Regions from separate parts of the Mus musculus genome. Here regions 2, 3 and 4 are each linked to region 1. Evidence: chromatin contacts called from public Hi-C and HiChIP or PLAC-seq data. All regions are on one chromosome and are shown on one strand. Each heading gives the region's core, a stretch centred on a gene start, on an enhancer-like site or on the middle of the called end of the contact. The rest is flanking DNA. Distances are from core to core; before and after follow the strand shown.

Region 1 (2,856 bases), core at 324-2,823:
TAGTGAAATCTTTTAAAAGATGTCTACAGGGAAGAAAGATTATTAATTGGGCTCCGTGGTGGTTTGAATATGCTTGGACCAGGAAGTGGCACTATTAGGAAGTATGGACTTGTTGGAGGAAGTGTGTCACTGTGACGGTGGGCAATGAGACCCTCCTCCTAACCACGTGGAAGCCAGTCTTCTCCTATCAGCCTTCAGAACTCTCAGTTCCTCCTGCACCATGCCTGCCTGGATGCTCCTGCTTTGATGATAATGGACTGAACTTCTGAACCTGTAAGCCAGCCCCAATTAAATGTTATCCTCACTAGAGTTGCCTTGGTCATCATGTCTGTTCTCAACAATGAAACCCTAACTAAGACAGGCTCCACACACTGGATTTTTTAAGAATGCCAACCTAGCTGTCTGATCTTTTCATTTGCCTACTTGCTCAGAATCTGGCTACTAGGAGCCTAAGGACCAGACTCCAGGGGCAGCTCAAATAGGGGACAGAAGATTCACTGAGGTGTGATTCTGATTCCCATGTTCATGTCCTTGTCTTCCCATGAACTCACCCACCAAGTCTATTTGGGACTCATATATCCTATGACCTTCTCTGCCTCTGACCCCAAAGCCTAAACTTAGGTGCCCATCCTGGGGATAGTGAGTTTCTCAGATCCACTGAAACCCTGCAATCTGGGATGTAGGATGCACAGCTTGAGTTGCCAAAGGAGGGGAACACTGCCAGATCACAGTGGAACAGTGAAGTCCCCCAGGTCTGGGCAGCCCGGGCCAGACCATGTTCCACTGTGAGGAGACAGGCGCAAGGTTAGGACCCTGGGGAGGACACAGGAGCATCCATTTATCTGGGCAGTGCTGATCCCCAGGGCAGCAAAACCCATTGCCACTCCATGCTTCGGAAGTGGCTGGCACAGGCCCTGCCCACCTGTTCTCTTTCCCATTCCCGCTGGGAGGCTGGTACACACTGATCTGTACAACCCCAGCCCAGCCTCGTCTCGCCTCAGTGACTTCAGAAGCCTGGCCATATTACAGAACCAATAGACAGAAGAGGCCTGGGCCACAAGAATGCCACTACAGGGAGAAAAGATTTCGGGTTTTTTTTGTTGTTGTTGTTGTTGTTGTTGGTGGTGGTGGTGGTGTTTTGTTTTGTTTTTAATGAAGAGACGCCTCTTGTCTAAGGGGGGAGAGTGCAGCTCTAAGCTGTGTTCCTGAAATACCAGGATGTGTTCACCATCTCTTGCACTGTGACAGCCTCAGAACTGAAGGAGCTTTCAGAGAAGGCAGGGTGGAACTTACAACACTATAAACAAACATCCACAGTGCCTGCTTAGCTCCACTAGGAGTCGGTTAACAACTGTGTCTGCACTGGGGACTGGCGAGGTCAAATTAGCTGTGAACATCCCCGCTCTGGGCAAGGGACGTCCCTCCTCACTGAGAGCATGGGTATCTGAGTCCCAGGCACAATCTAAAACAGACAATGTCCTGTTTAGGGGTTTCTCCTAACAACCATGAGTGAGTCTGGCCCATTAAGACTGCACAGGCCTGCAGAGCCTTTCCTTGAACAACCCAGGTGAGGAACTTGCAGAAACAAAGGGAAATAGCGCCCTCTAGTGACAGATTTCTCAAAGACAGGGCCTCACTGTTGTTCCAAGAAAGGCCACCTGGGTTTCTCTCTGCTCAGAAGAAAGTGAAGGCAGGATCCCTCTGTATGTCTCCTTATCTCTGGCCTCAGTAGTCCCATAACCATGGTGACCCTCAGGGGTGACTTACAAGCACATTCCTTGTCCTGTATTAAGAACACACATTCTCAACAACATGACAATAGCAGCTCTGGCTCCTGATACACACAGCAAATGAACGTCTAAAACAAATCACCCTGCTTGATGCTGCTCCCTGGACCACCAGAGCATGTGTCAGGACCTAGGGAGCTCGGCAGACTCCCTGATGGGGTCAGTACAAGAGGAGACAACCTGATCCAGGTTTCTGCATCTCTTAAGGGTCTCTTCAGTAGAAAATGCACCCAGACAGGGAAAGACCAAAGAAACCAGATTACTGCACACCGTGTATTTGCAACTCCTGCTGGGCTTTCCCTCCCTCTCCCTGCCTCTTTCCTCCCCTGTCCCTTCTACCCCTGTCCATCCAATGCTCGTGGCTTAATTCCCTATCGGCTGTGAGTCAATTGACCCTCTGGTCCAGCAGTTCTCTGAATGTCGAGAGTCCCCTGGCTCTGATTATCACACACAGAATATTCCAGCTCCACTCTACTAGTGACACATCACAAGCCAGAAGAAAACTTGGAAGTAAAGGCTGGCCACAGGGAGAGAGGCCATATGTGGAAGAGCTGTATCTCTACACTTAAGTCCTCAGCCCTCTGCTTGGGAACGTGACCTTGTTCGGAAATCAGGCCACTGCAGATGGCGCTGACAGGTCGAGATGGAGTCCTGATCCAACATGACTGTTGTCCCCAGGAAACAGAGAAATTAGGACACACCTGCACATAGGGAGGGCACCATATGGGCATGAGGCTGCGGGTCAGAGTGTCACATCCGTCAGGCACAGAGTGACAAAGATGGCCAGTAAACTTTCAGAAGCTAGGGGACAGCACAGCAGAACAGTCACTTCACAGTACTCTATGGGGTCAACCCAACCCACAACTTCACGTTGGACTTCTGCCTTCCAGAACTATAGTCAGTACACTGGTACTCCGGCCATCCTGTGTGTTTTCTTCCTCCACCTCTGCTGACGTTCCACCATCTTCCACACCACTTACCTACTAATCATAAAGACAGGCATATAGGGCACAGGTACCCAACCCCCCCCCCCCAGCCCTCACTTCCATAGCAGACATCATTAATTGAT
Region 2 (3,316 bases), core at 315-2,814, 380 kb before region 1:
CATCCATCTTTGTTTCATGACCGTGGAGACAACATGACCAGCCCCATGTTCCTGATTCCATGCCTTTGACTGCACCCTCAAAATGGGAGCCAAATTTTCATCATAATAAAGAAAAAGGTTATTGTCCAACCTCTCTTCATTCATTCATTCATTCATTCATTCTCAGGTTATATTTGGCTTCTCAGTTATGTTTCTGGGACACTCAAGACAGATACTGGATTCATATGACTAGTTGTATTATTAATAATGATCATCATTGGGTGGCTGAGGGTTTGCCCGTTAAGGTCTATCCCTAATGGATGTACTCAGTCACACAGTGCTCTTCAGGCTCAGGTCTATCCCTCCAACAATGGGAAATTTCACACAAGTTCATGTGTGGAAGTCCTGGAGTGTTTTCAAATCTATGGTTTTTGCTGTACACATGTGACAACTTGAATAGTCCATATAAAGAGCTGGTTATCCCTGAGGCAGGTAAAAATACCAATGCATGGAGTTTGACAGACTCATGGATGGGTTGGGGGGGGGGGATAGACAGGAGGCGGGACCTGAACATGAAGAGCGTTCCTAGTGATGGGCTTTCAGGCATGTGCCGCCACACCAGGTTTATGCAATGCTGGGTTGTGTGGCAGAGGAGAGAGTATTTGTTAGGCACTCAGCACAATTAGAGGGGCCTGAGAGATCAACATCGATTAGGGATAGACTTTAATGAACAAAGCTGGGAAGAACCCTCAGGCACCCAAATGATGTTCATTATTAATAATATCATAACAAGTCATATGAATCCAGTATTGGTCTTGAGTCAGGACATTCCTGAATGTCCTGGAAGCACACCTGAGAAGCCACACCTTCCCTTTAGAGGGCACTGGAGAAAACTGGCCTTAACTGGACCTCCACCACTGGAGCTGGGATCCTCCCTTGGCTCTGCAGCTCTCTCTGGGAGGTTGAGCCAAGAACCAACTGGGAACAGAGAACCCGGCACGGTCATTTTGGCAGGAGTACGGGTTACTCTGAAGAGTAGCTCAGCTTTGCTGGTAATTGCCCTGATTAACCTTTCTTTGGGCTATTTTTAACTTCTCAATTAGTTCGTTTTCATGATTTTGTATATTCATGGAATACAGTGTAACATTTAGATCTTATGTATACATTGCATGAAAAATTAAGCCAGCTAGCAAATCTAGCACTTCAGCTTCTATTCATTGAGAATCTTTAAAACCTGCTGTTAATAATTTTGAAATACATTTTTTTTTGAGACAGAGTCTTCAGTGTCCCAGGTTGACCTCTAACTTGCTGTGCTGCCGAGGCTGGTCTTGAACCTCTGATCTTCCCTCCTCCACCTTCCTAGTGATGGGCTTTCAGGCATGTGCCGCCACACAAGGTTTATGCAATGCTGGGTTGTGTGGCAGGGGAGAGAGTATTTGTTAGGCACTCAGCACAATTAGAGGGGCCTGAGAGATCAACATCTCAGCCTGGTAGAAAGCTTCATGCCAGTATAAACAGAGCAGATGGAAAGCCATAATGCAGATGCCATTTAGAACGTGGTGTTAGGGTGTTGGCTTAAAGAGGAGCAGCTGTAGTCTGTTTCCTACTTATCTGTGTGGGAGTCGCCTCCCCAAGAAAGTGTAAGCAATTAAACTGGTATTGCTGAACTTGCAGTTAGCTCTAGAGCAGCACTTCCCAACACAAAGGTCCCAAGACAGGAAGTGGTGTTCTTCAAAACTGGATTTTGTGTCACCCTGACACTTCCCAGAAATGTTGCATTAAGTCACTCGAGGTGAGAGGGTGCTTCTGGAATACCCCAATATGTAATAGGTTGAGTGTGTGTGTGTGTGTGTGTGTGTGTGTGTGTGTGTGTGTGAATATAGTGCCTCTGGGTTTGCTTTGTGCACGTAACCATTTCATGGACTGTGTTTGTTTGGAGTTGCCCCAGAGATTTCTAATGAGCTCAGTGCCAGACTTGGATGATGGGGGTGGGGCAACTGTGTCCAAAGACATTGGTCTTTCTGTTCCAGCGACCAGGATGAGTGGGCGCCATGTTGTCAGCAGAGCTTAGCAGTTCTCCAATAATCAATGCAAGAGTTGATCTCTCCATCTGAGAGGAGTCCTGCTGCATCAGCGGTGGAGATGAAACTGTTCTAAGTGCAATGCGTTGGCACAGATTGATTAACATCTCTTGTCTATAACATACAGAATTAACTCCTGGCCCTGGAGATAGCCCTGCTGTGCATGTGGGCTAGGAAGCCTGACATTGTGTGGGGGATGAAGATGATGGATTGTCACTATGGCTTTTCAAGTATAAATCAAGCTTGGTAAGACAAAGTTGCTGCAGGTGGCCTCTATCCAGTTCAGGACAGCTCAACTGGATGGGTCTCAATGGATCGAGCAGTGTTCTGGCCTACTATACCTGATATTGGAGGTACAGCCCTCACAATGACGTACTCCACAGAACCGTGAGGCTCTGTGAGGTACAGTCTCCACCACTTTCTCCCCCACAGAAACACATGGAGCTAGTCTGCAATTCTCCTTATCATAGGATGCTGAGCCTTGGTTTGCACCCTGAGTATTCCTTTGTCAGTTGACACTGACCCCAGGAGGAACCCAGGGGTACCACCAGGGCCAAGACGTGTCTAGTAGACCACAATCTTGCAAGGCCTCTGTGTTCACAGCCCAAAGATATCTGTGGGGTGCAGGTCCCTGGAGTGATAGCTTAGTCAGTAAAATGTCCACCATGCAAGAAGCATAGGGACCTATATTGGATCCCCAGAACCCAAGTTTTAAAGAAAAACCAGGTGTGGTGATGAGCCTGTGAAGTCTCAGCAGTGGGGATGGGGAGGTAGAAGCAGGAGTTCCTTAATGCTCTCTGGCCAGCCTTCTAGCCCCATGTGAAAGTCTTAGGCATGTGAAAGCAAAGGTCGAGGCGGGGGATGGCACCTAAGAAACAGCAGCTGAGGATGGCCTGGTTCCCCATGCATGTACACACATGTGCACCTTCATGCATATAAATATTCACATGCACAAACACAAGCCTGCACACATAAAGATACTTTCAGAGTACATGCATCCAGCTGTCAGGGAAGCCCTGGACCAGGCTGTCTTTACCTTGATAGGATCTGTGCTGGCTCCCTCGGGGGAGGCGACTGAGACCTGAAACCCCTGTGAATATTTTCAAGTGGAAGGGGAACCTTCAATTGGCCACAAGGTGCCAACCAGAGCTGAGTTGCAGGTACCTGTGCCTTGGCTTCTAGCATCCTGTCAGGTTATTGCCAGCCAGTGGAAAGACTAGTCGGGATTCTGCCACCACCCAACCACCACCCCATTC
Region 3 (2,934 bases), core at 397-2,896, 280 kb before region 1:
AATTAAAATTCTTTGCATCTTCTTTTTGGTCTCAGGACTTTCTATTCAAAGCCTGAGTTAAGGCTGGGTAGTGGATACTTAAATCTGTTTGAAATATGACACAAAAGCCATAGGCTGAGATAGAAGGTCTTGCAAAGCTAATAAACCTAGGGAGAGCATCTGTGCAGGCTGGGTACTGCTGTGAATTTTCAGACAGGCTGGAGAGTCATTTTAAACAAGAGAAAAAAATGTGACAGCCTCATGTTTATAACATTGGGTGACTGAACTTAGTGTTCTTATGGTTGATAGTTAATTATTTTAAAAATTAATCCTAGTGTTTTGAAAAGATAATGTGTGTGTGTGTGTGTGTGCAGGTGTGAATACATGTGTCTGCAAGTATATGTGGCAGTCAGAGGTCGACACTGGGTATCTTCCTTAATAGTGTGCCACTTTTTCTTCTTTTGAGACAGGGTCTCTCACTAACCCGTGAGCTTACCCATTTACCTAGGCTAGCTGGCCAGTGGGTCCCCAGAGATTCTTCTATCTGTTCTCCTCCAGCCCTGGAATTACAGTTGCAGTCTACTGCACCTGGCTTTTTGTGTAGATTCTCACCCAGGTCCTCCAGCTTCTATCTAGAATGTTACTGGTTGAGCTATCTCCCTGGCCAGTCCGAGCGCTTACATGCATAAATCATGTTCTGCAGGTACTGAAGCTGCCGTGAGCCACACGTAATGCACACGCATTGTTGAACCAGCCTCGGGAAAGGCAACTGGTCCTAACTGGAGAGTCAAAAGGCACCGTTTCAGAGCACAGCTAACAAATTCATGGTTTTGTTTCATTTATGTATTTATTTGCTATGTGTCTTCCTCCCACCATCACAAGAGGGATTTCAGAGCCAAATTTCCGAAGACCAGGCTTTTCAGAATGGTGTCATTTGTATTCCTCCCCTAGAACAGGGGCTTCAGAAAAAGAATGTGAGCTATGCAGGGGAGAGCCAAGGAATGTGTGTGCCCCTTAGAAGGACCTGCAGGTCAGAGGGAGACATCCCTGGAATCTGGCTTTGAAGGCAGAAATCAGTGTGATGGATGGATGGCAGGAAACTTGAAAGGAAGCTAGGGGCGGTGAGGCCAGGCTCCAGCAAGCCAGGGACTTCCCCGGCCAGGGAGAGAGCCCTATGGCCCGATCTCAGATGGTGAATCACCTGCTCAAGCTGTTCCTACGCCTCCTGCACCCAGGAGCTGGTGCACATGCCGAGATTTCACCACAGTGACATGCCTGCAAGTGGCAGGTGGCTGAGTAAGGCCCCCAGGCTGGCCTGGCTGACCCTCCCACTGTGCCCTATACAGGCCCTTGGATTTCCCCATCCTTTCGTGTTGAAATCAAGAGACAATGGGCGGGCCTCAGAAGATATGTTTACCTTTGTCTCCCAGGAGTTAAGTGTTCATCCAGAGATGCAGCTTTCTCAGCGAGGTCAGGTGAGAGCAGCTACTCTGCAATGAAAAGGAAGGTTTGGTTGGGGAAGACCTATACACTGCCGCTGCCTGGACAGCTGCTTCTCTGAGCCAAGGACGGGGGAATCTTCCTGTAAGTCCCAGACTCACACAACCTGGCATCCAGGGGCTGGGTACACAGTGTTGTAGCTGTTTTCCCTAACATGCCTTGCATTCCACAGAAGTGACTCAGTGCCAGCTGCACAGAGCCTCCTGCCTGTGACTTTGAAGGCCCTCCCCACCTGAGGAGGACTGTGGTCTTCCAGGAACAGCTCAAAACCCAGCCTCAAAACAGCTTTTGACTCCCAGGTCCTGGGACACAATATGCTGTCTTCTCCCAGCCCCTGCCTGGGCTCAGCCATCAAATTGATAAGCTCCTCCCATTCGTTATTATGTAATTGTTACCACCCTTTATAAAGACCAAGTATCATATCTGGGACAGGAACTCATGGAATGAAGCATATATAATGAGTGGTGGGGTGCTTTTTGCACTTACTAGGGTTTGAACCCAGGACTTCAAGGTGCTAGTCAAATGCTGTATCCCTGAACATCTCATCTCACTGATGTGTTTTATAAAGACCAAGGATATGTTTTATAGAGTGCAGGATGATGCAGTGGGAGGGGAGACCTCAGCAAGCCTATGCTGAAGCATCCCTCACCCTGAGGTACCAGCCACAGGACGGTCTAGTATAGCATAGAGTTTATTTGGGAGCATGGGAAGGGGAGCTGAGAAGGGAATAGAAGCAGAGGAAGAGAGGGGACAGAGAAGGACACAGAAGGGGTTGGGGGGAAGAGGCTGGCCAAGAACATATGGAGAGGGAAAGATAGGGGTCAGAGAGAAGAAAGTCAGAGAGTCAGAGAGAAGGGGCGAGGCCAAACAGTTCCTTTTAAAGCAAGCCAAGCCTACCTGACTGTTGCTAGGTAACTGTTGGGCGGAGCCTAGAAAGAATGCCAACACTCACCACCTCTGTTTTTACTGCAGATTGCCTCTACCAAAGTCCATGCTGACAGCTAGATTTTAACCAAGTGGTGCCTCGTCATATAGGCCAGGCTAGACCCCATGGGTTGATTACCTACACTGTATAAAATGCTCCAGGCTCGCTTACCTACCCTGGGCCCATTTTTTTTTTTGAGTAGCCCAGCTTCCCTCCATTATCAGATGATTTAATTTCTCTAAGAATTGCAAAGCAGCACATCACTATGGCCGCCGTTTGTATTTCTCTGACTATTAATAATATCATGCTCATCTTTGTATTCTTATTCATCAGGTCTCTCCTGTGATAATGACCTATGATTGTATCTGATTTACATAAATGCATAGAGGTGCATACTCAGTACACACACACACACACACACACACACACACACACACCTGTGTACATTCAGACACATCCATACATCTGTATACCTATAGCCATCAGTCCCTGTGTGTATGTATGTGGTCTTGTGTGAATACACACTTACA
Region 4 (2,864 bases), core at 165-2,664, 410 kb before region 1:
AGACGCCAAAAAGACTGCTTTTGCCACGGTAGCTAACCCCTGGCCACCTGGAGCCTGTCATCTGATCCTGCAAAACCTACCGCCAAACCTTGGGCATACTGAACTTCAAAAGGCAGAATTTCAACGTCCTAGTCAACAGCAGTGGAAGGAGGTCCAATTGAAGTAAACCCAACATGTCTTGAATGCTTGACAGGACACTTGGCTTTGGGGCTTTTGAACTTTCTGAGCCTGGGTTGATGATCTGAAGCTGCATCAATACTCTGCTTTCTGTGAATCTATTCAGTGACCCACACTATGGCATGCACACCTCTTCCCAACATCTCTTCCCAAGGAAGAGAAGTCTTGCATGACACAAGAAATGAAAACAAAAGCGGCATATAACAGTGTAGCAATATAGCAATGTAGCAATATAGCAATGTAGCAATATAGCAATGCACCAATATATCAAAGTAACAATACACTTAACCTCTAGTGATCCTAAGGAGTGGGTACTGTGATCTCCATGCATACTGAAGACTCTAACATGAAGTGCTGTGTCTGGTCATAGCTGTGCACACCCTCCTGTGACCCTGAATCTCATCTCCATGAGATTCCCAACTACTGTATCATGGTCACTGTGAGAGATGGAGGCAGTGGTAATGATGACCCTCTGATGTCTGGGTCACTCCTGTCTAGACTTCTGAGTCCCTGGTAAGTTATGAAGGTCATTTCCCCCTCATCTTTGCCATCATTTCAGCTGGTGGCCTCCATGCATGGAGCACCTGCCAGTGACACTCACCAGCCTGGCAAAAGTTCTCCTATGACTTCAGCAAGCAGGACACGGGAGCACACTCTAAGTCATATTGATACTTTACAAATATATGTCCACCTGATTGTCACTGATTTTTTTTAAGAATAGTTAATTATTTTTCCATCATGAATGTCATAGAGAATCAATATGAAAAATCAATAATAAAAAACTAATCCCTAATAGCCCCACCGAGCAAAGCTCATCTTGGCTAAAGTTCATCGACTTTGTAGAGTTATTTTGTTGTTTTATTTTGGTGATACTATGGCTGGACTCCAGAGCCTCAAACATGCCAGGCAAGTGTTCTACTCCTCTATTATATGGGTAGAATATATTTTAGTGTGAGTTTTGGTGACTTTATTTTTGCCTGTGTTTACACTACAAGAAATGTAGAACAGTATTCAGGAGACCCACGTCTGGGGCCAGGCAGCCTGGGTATAACAGTCAATAGGCTCAGCCATTCTGACTCAGTCTCTAAACATCTGTGATGGTTATTAATTATTAATTTGACTGGATCTAGAATCATCACAGAAACAAGCCACTCCCAGTCTGCGGTCTGCATACTGGGCACTGTCTGAGGGGATCTTTGGGGCTCTGGCCTGGCCAGAATAGCCAAACAGTTGTGGCTCTCTGAGGGGACGAAGAGCCACAGCAAGGAGGGCTGCCAGGCCTTTTCTGCAGCTGCCCCAGAGTTGGCTGCTGCACCTGCCCTGGAGTCAATGACAGGCAACAGCATGCAACAGGAAAGCAGTGGGCGGGGCTGGGAGCCAGGGTTGGGCGGGGCCACTGAGCAATGGGAAGTGACTACCTTAGGCTCAGGGAGCTTCCAGCAATGAAAGTTTCAGGAGAGAATTCTCTTCCTCAACGTGTTAGGACAGTCTTTGATGAAATAACTTGTGCACTTTATTCCTTGTGGATAGGGTCTTATATTCATTTGGTGATAGGCTGAGGTCTAAAAGCAGATGCTTTCTATTGGCTTGTTCTGAGATGTTAGGGATGCCTCATCTGCATGTGGGGGGATTCGGGTGTTGCACCTATGTGACTGATTGTCACAGTCCTCTCCATGGGGTGTCGTGGTCATGTGTTGCAGGACAGGAACCTGGTAGGAGTAGATTAAACCCCTATCATTCTCAGAAGTGAGAATTATCAGGGTTTCTGAATCCACTCAACCTCACCAAGTTTTCTGTCTAGTGGCAGAGGCCACTGCCCCGCCAGCCCCTAGCCATGTTTGTGAGGGAGTCTCCAGACTGGATTAACTGAGCTGGGAATGCCTCTCCTAAATGTAGCATTGCGCTCTAGGTTTGGATTCTGAACTATGCATGAATAGGTGAGCAAGCTGAGCTGTGGGCATGCATCTCTTTGTGATTCTCTCTGCTCTTGACTATGTATGTGCCGTGACTCCCTCTTCCAAGTTCCTGCCTTGACTTCCCTGCTATGTAACCTGGAACTGTAAGCCAAATAACCTCTTTCCACCTTAAACTTGTTTTAGGCAGACTTACTTTATCATAGCAACGGAAAAGACAAGTCATCTCTCCCTCTGGCGCTGGTGATCCAATGCAGGTTGTCAGGCTTGGCCACAGGTGTCTTTTCTCCCAGAGACATCTCCCCAGCCCTCTTTGTCAGGCATCCAATTGTCATAACAAGTAATTGAAACCATTCTGAAACAATTGGCTTCTTAGTCAGTAATGTGGAGATAAAATTGTCTTAAAACTAAAACATGAATGGAATTCCCAAAGGATCAACAGTGGGATGAAAAAATACACACACACACACACACACACACACACACACACACACATATACATACACACAAACACATATACACACACATACACACACATGCACACATACACACATACATATATACACATACATACACACATATACATACACACAAATACATATACATATACATACACACATACACACACAAACACATATACATACATACACACACATATACACACATTGCATTTAACATCTAATACAGGTGTTTTTAATCCCAATGAATATAATAGATCCTATTTTTTAAAATTTACCCTTTCTGTCTTTTCTTATCATTATTACATAAGAAATT

Evidence for each region. A called contact is a pair of places that touch in the nucleus more often than the background predicts. HiChIP or PLAC-seq counts read pairs in DNA pulled down with a chosen protein or histone mark.
Region 2: a contact with region 1 is called in a Hi-C map of uterus, with 9 times the contacts expected there. The contact joins two enhancer-like sites. A contact is called at or near these places in 13 of 39 promoter capture datasets (the HPC-7 cell line, cranial neural crest, embryonic stem cells and 7 more), 6 of 15 datasets of contacts at CTCF or cohesin (the NIH/3T3 cell line, embryonic stem cells, hippocampal excitatory neurons and 1 more), 165 of 484 Hi-C or Micro-C datasets (3T3-L1-derived adipocytes, the 4T1 cell line, the AML12 cell line and 82 more) and 11 of 115 datasets of contacts at active chromatin or transcription factors (astrocytes, differentiating embryonic stem cells, embryonic basal ganglia and 5 more).
Region 3: a contact with region 1 is called in a FOXA1 HiChIP or PLAC-seq map of pancreatic cancer cells. The contact joins two enhancer-like sites. A contact is called at or near these places in 1 of 484 Hi-C or Micro-C datasets (embryonic stem cells), 3 of 115 datasets of contacts at active chromatin or transcription factors (astrocytes, embryonic stem cells and pancreatic cancer cells) and 1 of 9 other capture datasets (embryonic stem cells).
Region 4: a contact with region 1 is called in a FOXA1 HiChIP or PLAC-seq map of pancreatic cancer cells. The contact joins two enhancer-like sites. A contact is called at or near these places in 1 of 15 datasets of contacts at CTCF or cohesin (the NIH/3T3 cell line), 3 of 484 Hi-C or Micro-C datasets (Th2 cells, group 2 innate lymphoid cells and regulatory T cells) and 1 of 115 datasets of contacts at active chromatin or transcription factors (pancreatic cancer cells).

Annotation. Positions count from the first base shown.
Region 1 is chr1:88,356,383-88,359,238 of GRCm38.p6, reverse strand. All of the region lies in intron 18 of Trpm8 (transient receptor potential cation channel, subfamily M, member 8), which reads right to left. Among named protein-coding and RNA genes, the nearest start is that of Gm51639, 26 kb to the right of the region's middle. Within about 2 kb of position 1,573, at least 21 of the 459 cell types and tissues checked have an H3K27ac peak or open chromatin away from gene starts, as enhancers often do. A contact at or near this core is called in pancreatic cancer cells and uterus, where this site is marked.
Region 2 is chr1:88,737,364-88,740,679 of GRCm38.p6, reverse strand. No RefSeq gene overlaps it. Among named protein-coding and RNA genes, the nearest start is that of Platr5, 16 kb to the left of the region's middle. Within about 2 kb of position 1,564, at least 1 of the 459 cell types and tissues checked has an H3K27ac peak or open chromatin away from gene starts, as enhancers often do. A contact at or near this core is called in uterus, where this site is marked.
Region 3 is chr1:88,638,298-88,641,231 of GRCm38.p6, reverse strand. No RefSeq gene overlaps it. Among named protein-coding and RNA genes, the nearest start is that of Arl4c, 62 kb to the left of the region's middle. Within about 2 kb of position 1,646, at least 129 of the 459 cell types and tissues checked have an H3K27ac peak or open chromatin away from gene starts, as enhancers often do. A contact at or near this core is called in pancreatic cancer cells, where this site is marked.
Region 4 is chr1:88,762,576-88,765,439 of GRCm38.p6, reverse strand. No RefSeq gene overlaps it. Among named protein-coding and RNA genes, the nearest start is that of Platr5, 9.1 kb to the right of the region's middle. Within about 2 kb of position 1,414, at least 19 of the 459 cell types and tissues checked have an H3K27ac peak or open chromatin away from gene starts, as enhancers often do. A contact at or near this core is called in pancreatic cancer cells, where this site is marked.